Linked DNA regions of Sus scrofa: region 1 is linked to region 2. A link is a contact called in public Hi-C data. All regions are on one chromosome and are shown on one strand. The core of a region is the stretch at or near the end of the contact, and the rest is flanking DNA. Distances in the headings are between cores, read along the strand shown.

What was found. A called contact is a pair of places that touch in the nucleus more often than the background predicts.
Region 1: a Hi-C map of liver shows a contact between it and region 2, with 2.4 times the contacts expected there. The contact joins the promoter of ATL3 here to the promoter of MARK2 in region 2. A contact is called at or near these places in 5 of 47 Hi-C or Micro-C datasets (embryonic fibroblasts, heart right ventricle, liver and 2 more) and 1 of 2 datasets of contacts at active chromatin or transcription factors (alveolar macrophages).

Annotation. Positions count from the first base shown.
Region 1 is chr2:8,358,839-8,363,646 of Sscrofa11.1, forward strand. It overlaps ATL3 (atlastin-3), which reads left to right and starts at 2,741. Exons shown (of 13, transcript XM_021082904.1): 1 at 2,741-3,021. The coding sequence starts at 2,943.
Region 2 is chr2:8,213,098-8,217,533 of Sscrofa11.1, forward strand. It overlaps MARK2 (serine/threonine-protein kinase MARK2), which reads right to left and starts at 2,870. Exons shown (of 18, transcript XM_021082895.1): 1 at 2,428-2,870. The coding sequence starts at 2,481.

The sequences.
Region 1 (4,808 bases), core at 1,491-3,990, 150 kb after region 2:
AAATGGTAGTGTGCTATACCCACAGTTAAATATGTTTGTATCTTGCCTTGACAGCAATTCTAGAAATTTTGTCGAAGTGTTAGACAGCTGTGCTGTTGGCTCTGCTGTTGCTGCAATAACAATAACAAAGCAGCTGATGGGTCTTGAGCTTTTATGGTGTGACCATGTTGAGGGCCTGATAGTTAATAACACCCTACGAATTGGGGTTGACTATTTTCTTTTTATAAACTAGGACACCCCATATTATACAAGAGCAAAATAAGGTATTTAAATGACATCCAGGGATGCCAGCAGTCCAGTCTGTTCCTTCGTAGTGCCAGACTATTGCTTACACATGGATCCTGCGAGTAGTCAGTAGGAGAGGAGACTGAGCTGTACCCCAGCACAGTCCGTGAGTGATAATTATTGACTTGGCTGTTTACGCCACAGGCTGTGAGTCTCTGGAGGACAAGAATGTTCCTTATGCATTGTTGCAGCATTACTGCCTAGCACTGTGCCTGGCACATAACAAACACCCTATTTTTGGAAAGCTTTGGAACCTGAGTCACAGTGGATGCTACTGCAGAAAACAATTTTTGCTATTTCTGTGCTTTGCTACATACTTCAGTATCTTGAATATTTATGACTTTGTTTTGCTTTTCCGGAAGGAACAAGATTACCTATTTTTGAGCACTAACCTGGCATCAGTCATAATTGCCAAATGCTTACATCTCATTTAGCCTACAACAACACGATGACTTGAGTATTCAAATCATTTGGCAGATGATGAGTTCAAAGCGGTTAAGTAACTCACCCCTTTTCACAGCTGGTAAGCATCAGAGCTAGAATTCAGAGCCCTGTCAGTCTGACCACAAAGCCAGTAGCCTTGACCATTCAAACATGTTTATAAGTCATCTACTTCTGGAAAACCCCAAGGAAACTCAGCCTCTGGTTATACTACATGACTCAATTCAGAATGAGATGACTGAAGGCAGTCTCTCATCAGTCTCATCAATATTTAGCATTTTGAATCTCCACTGTTTTTTTTCTTTCTTTCTTTTTTTTTTTTGTTGTTCTGTTTGCCATTTCTTGGGCCGCTCCTGCGGCATATGGAGGTTCCCAGGCTAGGGGTCTAATTGGAGTTGTAGCCACCGGCCTACGCCTGAGCCACAGCAACGCAGGATCTGAGCCGTGTCTGTGACCTACACCACAGCTCATGGCAATGCCGGATCCTTAACCCGCTGAGCGAGGCCACGGATTGAACCTGCAACCTCATGGTTCCTAGTCGGATTCGTTAACCACTGCACCACGATGGGAACTCCAGAATCTCCACTGTATCTTTTGATGACCTTGGATATTTGAAAAGGAAACTACATGTTTTTCATTTACAGGGGTTGTTTTCTAAACTGTGACTAATCCTAAAGTCTATGTATAATTTGTATTGTGTTGCTCCAAGTGCCCCAAAACTTCTACAATGTATGAGGAAGGCTGATGTGCTAACACTGATTTTGATGATGCTATATTGAGAAAGATATAAGTCAGTATAAGGTGGTCATTTCCTGACAGGATGGATTTCAGTGGATCTCTATTGGGAGCCCTTAAAATAGAACAGGGTATGTTGCTCAAAAGCAAAAACTCAGTATTAAAGGAACAAAAAAGCAAGTAAGTGGTGTTAAGTGTAACACAAAACCTCTTTAATCATCCATTCAACAAACATTTGAGGTTGTACTATCGGCACGCCACTGGTGGGGGCACTGGATTTACAGTAGTGAATAATTACAAAAATTTCTGTTTGGAACTTATATTCTAGTGGGAAGAGACAACAAAAAGAAAAGTAAAACATAAGTTAGATGGAGAGAAGTCTTATGAAGACAGATGGGCAATGGGAATACACAATGGATGTTGCAGTAGTGACAAGTCATTGGCCTCTGGCTCCCCTCTCTTTCTGAGCATGCCACATAACGCCCTGGATTTTTTTGGGGGGGGGGCTGCACCAGGGGCGTATGGAAGTTCCCAAGTCAAATCTGAGCTACAGTTGCCAGCCTATACCACAGCCGCAGCAACACGAGATCTGAGCTGCGACTGTGACCTATACCACAGCTCATGGCAACAAGAGATCACTGACTCACTGAGCAAGGCCAGGGATTGAACACGCATCTTCATGGATACTAGTCGGGTTCGTTTCTGCTGAGCCACAACTTGACGTCCAATGCCCTGGATTTTTTGTCTCATTTTGCAAATCCTGCTTTCTGCATACCCAGTGTGAAATCCCTGTTCTGATGTTCACACCTAGTTTCTTGCCGACCAGATTAGGTCGAATTTAGACTCAAATCTAAAGCCTAGAGCAGGGTATTCAAATAATCCTGAGAGTTTGCAGAGAATCAGAAGGGGCAGGGAAAAGAAATCAAAACAGATCCTCTTTAGGAAAGATTAAGTGTATCTTTACCTTTTCACCCCTGGCCTCACAGCTCAAGGATTTGGCAGGGCCTAGAGGTAGCTGGAAGGAGGTTCTGGGTAAATTATAATAGTTATGGCAAGAGTGGCGATGGTGCGCTATCAGGCTTGGCCAGGAACGGGAATAGGTGGCGAAGCTGCTGATGGTGACAATGAAGTCACAGATTCCTCTCCTTGTGAAGTCAAAATCATTTAAAAAAACCAGTGATGGTCACGTCATCCAGAGTTGAGGTCTCCCTTCGGTCCTTGGGGCAGAGTGCCGCCTAACTATGGCCCCGGCCAGCATTAAACACCGAAACCATTTCAAACGCAGCTGGTAGGAGTTCTAAGACTGCTTTACCAAGGCCTCCGCCCAGGTCTGGCTGCAGGGCTAGGAGCCGGGCGGAGATCCTTGGCCGGCCCGCCCCTCCCCGCACGGCCCCATGGGAGTTGTAGTTCAGTCGTCGAAGGGCTGCAGTAAGCTCCGACCCGCTCTTCCGCTTCCTCCCCGCCCGGGATGAGTGAGCAGAATGCGGACCGCTGGCGGGTACCTAGAGAGTGTGAGACTACAATTCCCAACGGACCGCTGCTTCCAGCGCGCAGCCCCAGGTACCCGGCGGTGCGCTTCAGGCTTCCGCGCACGCGCACGCGCGTCGGGCGGTGGCGGGATTCGGCCGCGTGTGCTCTCCAGCCCCAGCCCGCCCTGCGCTCGCGGCTCTTTGGGCGGCCGGTCGAGTCCTGCCAGCCAGCGTTGTGGTTGCTCTCTCGCGGCTCTGCGCGCCCCTCCTTCTCCCCAGTTTCTTCTAGAGGCCAGGCCCCGCCCGTTTCCCGTCTCCAGGGCCTGGTTCGTTCCCGCCCCAGCCCGCCCCTCTCTGTGCCCCTGCTGCCTCTGCTGGAGGCGGAGGCTCCATGTTGTCCCCTCAGCGAGCGGTAGCGGCTGCATCGAGAGGAGCAGGTGAGGCGCCCAATTTTCCCTCCAAGCCCGCTCCGTGCCTCACCCGCCGCCCTCTCTGCTGTCGCTCCGAGGAGAGCGCAGGCTCCACCCGCCGCCCTTTGTCGTCCGGGATTGGACCGCGCGCCCCTCGGTGGGGTCCCTTGGCCCGCGAGTTCGGGTCCGGGGGCTGCTCTCTGGGCCGGGCAGGTCGGGCGCTGGCGGCTCCTTTTTCGGGCCCCGGCTGGGAGCGGCTGCCTTCGGGAGTAGGGCCCTGCGCCCGGGAGAGGCTGTTAGTGCTTCTCGGGGCTGCAGCTGCCCGTCTGGCTCCTCCTCTCCCCGCCTGGGGCAGCCCGAGGGCGGGTGGTCTCCGGGCGGCGTTCAGAGGCTTCGCCCGGCGGGCCACGCCCTGGGCCGAGCCGGGCGCCCTGGGCTGTTGCCCGTTCCCTGCCTGGCGCCTCGCAAGCTCGCTGGCCGGGAACCTTGGGCCGAGTGGTTCTGGCCGTGTTAATGGGCCCAGGGAGCGGGGAAGGTAGAGGCTTCATTGTTCAGCCTTTTCCAAAGCCCCGGGGAGGGCTTAGAGTGGGAAGCTTCATTTTTATCCTAACCACCTCGAGTTACTGGCAAGAAGTGTTAGGAAAGTCCATTTTCAACCCACACTTGTCTCCGTAAAGGAGATAGAAGAATGTGGCCTAAATGGATTTTTATTAAGTTCTTTTAGTACGCTTGGTACAGTGCCTTGTTCTTTTGCTTTCCTCAAGACATAGAAACTAGTAAAAGTATTAAATAAAAACCAAACAGTCACCATAAATTCATGGAAACGATGTCATCTATCATTTTTACCTGGCTTTACTCTTGCTTGCTGTGTGTGCTCTTGAAATGACCAGGAGTTTCACTTGCGAAATCTAAAGGCAACAAAAGAATAGAAGATTGTTTGAAGAATCTTAATAAATAGATACCAGCCTTCAAATTTGAATTTGAAGTTGGGAAGGAATGTTTTGAGAAAGGGGAAAAGAACTAACGGGTCAAAAACGTGGTTTCGCATTTGGGCTGGCTTTTAGAGAAGCAAAACCTATGTAGCTCTAGCTCTCTCTAAACCGCGACAAGTGTTAACATTATGTACTGAATAGTCCTGCTTTTTTTTTTTTTTTCCTCAAATCCTCACAGATTAGCTCATACTATAGAAATCTGTGTTGCTGCTTTAACACCTGTAAAGGAAACAGTTGGCTGAAAAGTCTCTCTGTAGGTAATGAAGCATTGCACTGGTAGAGCAGGTCGTTTTATTAGCTAAAGTTTTTCTCATTGGAGTAATCATAAAATTAAGAAAAGTTGGGAGTTCCCTTGTGGTGCAGTGGGTTAAGGAGCCCACGTTGTTACTACAGCTGTTTGGGTCACTGTAGTGGTCACTGCTGTGGAGTGGGTTCGATTCCTTGCCCAGGGAACTTACACATGCCGAGAGTGCTGC
Region 2 (4,436 bases), core at 1,620-4,119:
ACGGGATGAGTAATTCAAAATCTGGAACAGGACGACAATGTATGCAGCCAGTGCCCTGGACAAAGTTATCAAGGAGGAGCCTATGCTCCCAAATGACTCCCACAGTTCTGCTATCTAAAATCAGTGGGTGCGCACTGAGTTCCTACTATGTGCTCATCCATTGCAGGGAAGAAAAGAAATCAATGCACACATCACAAGAAAAAGACCGTGGCAAGAACACATTCCCAATGAGTAAACAGCACAAAGAAACCACACTGAGACACTGTTACTCTACTTTGCTGAACACAATGCCCCCCACAGCCTCACTCAGAGAGTAGGCACTCGACTGCCACTCCCCAGATGCCTCAGGGTGCCAGTCAGTCACTTAGCCTCCTCCTACCAGCTCAGAATCAACAGTCTGGGAAAGTCCTCTGGTTACGCAGGATTTACCTGCTAAAATAAAGGTTGCTGAAATAATAGGGGAAAAAAAAAATGGAAGAGGCACCCTCGAGAGGGCCTCTAGAAAGCAGTTCCCCATAAGGAGAGAGAAACAGCTGGCATGCGAGGGAAAGACGGTGAGATACAGACGATGCTCCTATTTCCAAAGACCTCGGTCCCATGCAGAGCCACTGCCAAACCCAGTGCTGAAATGGAAATCAACCACCCCTCCCTCTCCACCCCTGTTTCACCCCCAGAAGCAATCAATCAATCCATCAGTAACTAAAGCGCCAACCACTGCGTAGAAAAACTTATCCAGAGCTCCTCTAGAGTTCCTGACTGCCTGGATGACAGAGTGAGGGAGTAACAAGAGAGAAAAACGCAGGAAAGTGAAAAGAGGGAAGATTTTTCAGAGAAAGACATTAACCTGCAAGAGGATATAACAAAGGTTCTACTGCACTATGCAGAGAGAAGGGAACAAGAGGGAACCAAAGAATGAAATGAGGGAAAAGGATGCAAAAATCACCGAAAGCCCCAAGGGGAGAAGAGCCCTCTTTTCAAGTCAAGTGTTTCTGCCCTGTAAAGTTCTCCACGGAGAAGGGTGTGACAGGAAGGGGACTCTCCACAGAGCAGGCAGCAAGGGACACTGGAGACGGGGAAAGAAAGAGGAGGGGTGGTAAGTGGACGCCTCGGCTCAGAGGTGAGATGACACAGAAAAGGCTAAGGCTTGGGTGACAAACGATAGCAGTGATTGCCAGGACGAGGGGGAGTGTGAGGCTCAAGAAACCAGCATGCAAAATACCCGGCCCCAGAGTTACAAAGACTAGCCAATCACAAGGGGGTGGGTAGGAGCACATGCAGGGAAAATAAGGATGAGGCGAAAAAGGCAGGAGACTAATATGGAGATGAAAGGCAATCCTGAGCAAGAGCTACAGTAAGGAAGACAGGGTGGGGGTAGAGAAACCGGAAGGCAACAAGCAAGGGGGGAGATACTATGGAGAGGGCCAGAGGCAGGAGTGGAGACAAGGAAGCGTCACGGTCTGCGTCGCGGTCTAAGGACAAAAAGGGAAGGACGGTGATGCAGCGGGGCCGGGAAAGATCTGAGCAACAGGTTGCGGTTAATGGAGTGGGGCTGAAATAATGTCTTCCCCTCGGCAGGAAGAGCTCAGGGAGCAGACTGGTAAAGTGCTCACAGTGAGAAACAGGAGACCGGGGCACCCCAGAGGAAGAGATCGTGACCAATCCAAAGGCTCTGACGGGGGTGAAGACTGGAACCCCCAAGACAACCTGTGGGAAAACTATGCGCATGACAGCTGGATGGGAAACACGGAAGCAACAAATGCCAGCGCGAGGCACCAGGGAGCTCCTGGAGAAGAGAAGGGAAAGTGATGAGCCAAGAGTAGGCGAACGATTTGGAAAGGTGATGAGGGTGGAGCTGGTGGGTTGCAAGCAAGACGGCGAGCACAATGTGGAGAAGCAAGAGGCAGCATAAAACGCTAGGGAACTGGAAGAGGATAGGGACTGAGAACACACTCCAGGGCAAGGCCCCCGAGGGTGGGAACCGGGACTGGGAGAACCGGTGCGGGCGGAGGGGACGCAAGGCTGGAGGGATGGAGGAAGAGGTGGACAACGATCTGGGGCAAATCGCAGGGTGCTACTGGGGGAGCAGGAGGGTGGCTGCTTTAAGCGTGGGTGGAGGAAGACCAGAAAGGCCCCTGAGAGAAAAAGGGAAGAGAAGAGGAAGCTGGGGAGGTAACACGGAAGAGCGCAGGAGGGCGGTGAGGGGAGACGGGGGGGTCGGCAGAAAGACAAGTGTGCAGCTTGGAGTCTGGACGAGGTGGGTCCCAGGACAGGACTCGGAAGGGGGATGTGCGGTGCCAGGAGCCAGATGACAGGGCAGCCGAGGCTTACAGAACGGCAGCAGGGGCACGAGGAGAACTGAGGAGGGAGGAGGCTCTGCAAGGTGCAGGGGCCCAGCCAGAGAATTCGGGGAGCCTTCAGGCTCCTTACCTGCTCGGTGTCCCTCTCGTTCAGCGTGGGTAGGGGGGTCCGGGCGCTGGACATGGCGCCGGTATCTCGGGGGAGGGAACCGAGAAGCTTGGAGGAAGGGAGGGAAGGGAAGGCGCGGAGCCCGGCCGGGCGGGGCTTCTCACAGCAGGGGCACCCGCCGCATGGGCCCCGGCCGGGGGTGCGGGGAGGCCGGGCTGCCGCTCACGCCAGCCCGGGGATGCGCCGCTCGGGCTAGGCCGCGCCGGCTCCGAGCGGCTCCGGACCGCACCCCCCCGACCCCCGGCTGGGCTGTGCCGCCTTTCGGCCGGGCCGCGCCGCTCCGCCTACTCTCTGCCGCCGCAGCCGGCCGCCTGCCTCGCTCCTCCCCTGCCCTCAGCGGCACTGCTCCGCGCCCGGCACCCAGGCAGCCGCCGCCGGACCTGCTGCTCCCAACATGGCCGCCACCACCGCCGGCCCTCGGCTCTTTCCGCCGGCAGCAGCCGGAAACATCCGAAGCGGCTTGAAACGGGAGGGGGGCGCGCCTTCTCCTCCCGGCCACGGACTACGGGTGAATTCCGGAAACACCCGAAGAAGGTAGCCCCGGGGACGCGCGCACCTCCTCGATTCCGAAGATCAAGCTTCGGCTCTGTTTACGGAAATCCACGAAGCCTCCCCGGGTACTCCAGCGATGCCCACAGGCTTTTCCCCGCCCACTTCGCGGGCTCTCGGCTGTTTCCGGAAACACCCGAAGCTGCTCCTCGTGCCGTGAGCCGGCCACGCCCCCATCCCGCCCAGCAGCCGACGGCGGTCGTCGGCCATTTCCGGCAACACCCGAGATCGGGCGAGCTTCGGGTCATTCCCTCGGGTGGTACCCAGATTCTGACTCTTCGTTTCTTTCCGTCAGTTTCCGGGTATTTTCAAACCTTGAACAGGGAGTGTGGATCCCCTGTGCGTGTTACTATTTGACTAAATAGAAAACGAAGCTGTTAGCTATTGGCATCCTTTGGTTCTAAAGTCAGCCCATAAATTCCATTTCATTTCTCATCCAGTTTATCTATCAACATGTGTGTCATCTGTCAGATGCAGCGTTAGTCTGCTACCTGTCTACCTACCGTTCATCACCTGCTATTGTCTATCGTGGCTTCTATTTATCTATCCATGCATCCCACATCTAGTCCACAGGGCTCCTCAAGGTCTCAGGCAAGCACTAGGTCAACGTCCTTGGCTTCCAATGCCAGAGGCTGCAGAGGTCCCCCCAGCCCTGGCATTCCACCCCCAGCTCTGCACAGTGAAAATGCTGTGTGATCTTGGAAAAACACATAACATCTCTATGTTTAGACTCCTCAATGTCCCTATCTTGAAAGAATCCATGCCTTTGTTCCAGTGATGACATTCTAAATAACATCTTTGAATTTCAGTTGCCTTTTTTTTCCTTCAGAAAAAAAAAAAAAGTCTTTTAATTGTTCAAAATAGCACAAAATGACATCGCTCTATGGCAATATTGAGTCACACCAGTTCCCTTTTTAAATACCCCTGTGAGGTAGGGCAGGAGAGACATTCTCGTCTTAATACACATTTCAGTTATCCCTTCTAAGGAAATTCATGGGAAAGAAAAGAGCAACTGGCTGAAAATGAAGATTCCTTAGGATGGCCCAAAGAATGAGCACCTGGAAAAATCCCTTTCCTTCCCTGGGTCTCAGCTTCCCTATCAGTAAATTGAGACCACCAGATTCATGAGCTCTGGGGTCCCTCTCATCTCTGCAGGGCCCCTATCTTTAACAGGAAGTCCATGTGCCAACCTGAGTCCTCTCTTCAACTACCCCGTAGACTGTCTCACCAGGGAGAGGCAGTAGGCTGACTGATCTGATTCCCCTGGTTCTAAGTGGCCCCCACTCATCATGCCCTAGTCATTTTAGAAAACCATCCCCCCAAACTCACCCTAAGATAGGCAGAAGCGAGAATCCCCACAAGAGCCAGAGACCAAGGTCGAGCAACAAGTCAACAGGAGTTCCCTGGTGGTGCAGTGGGTT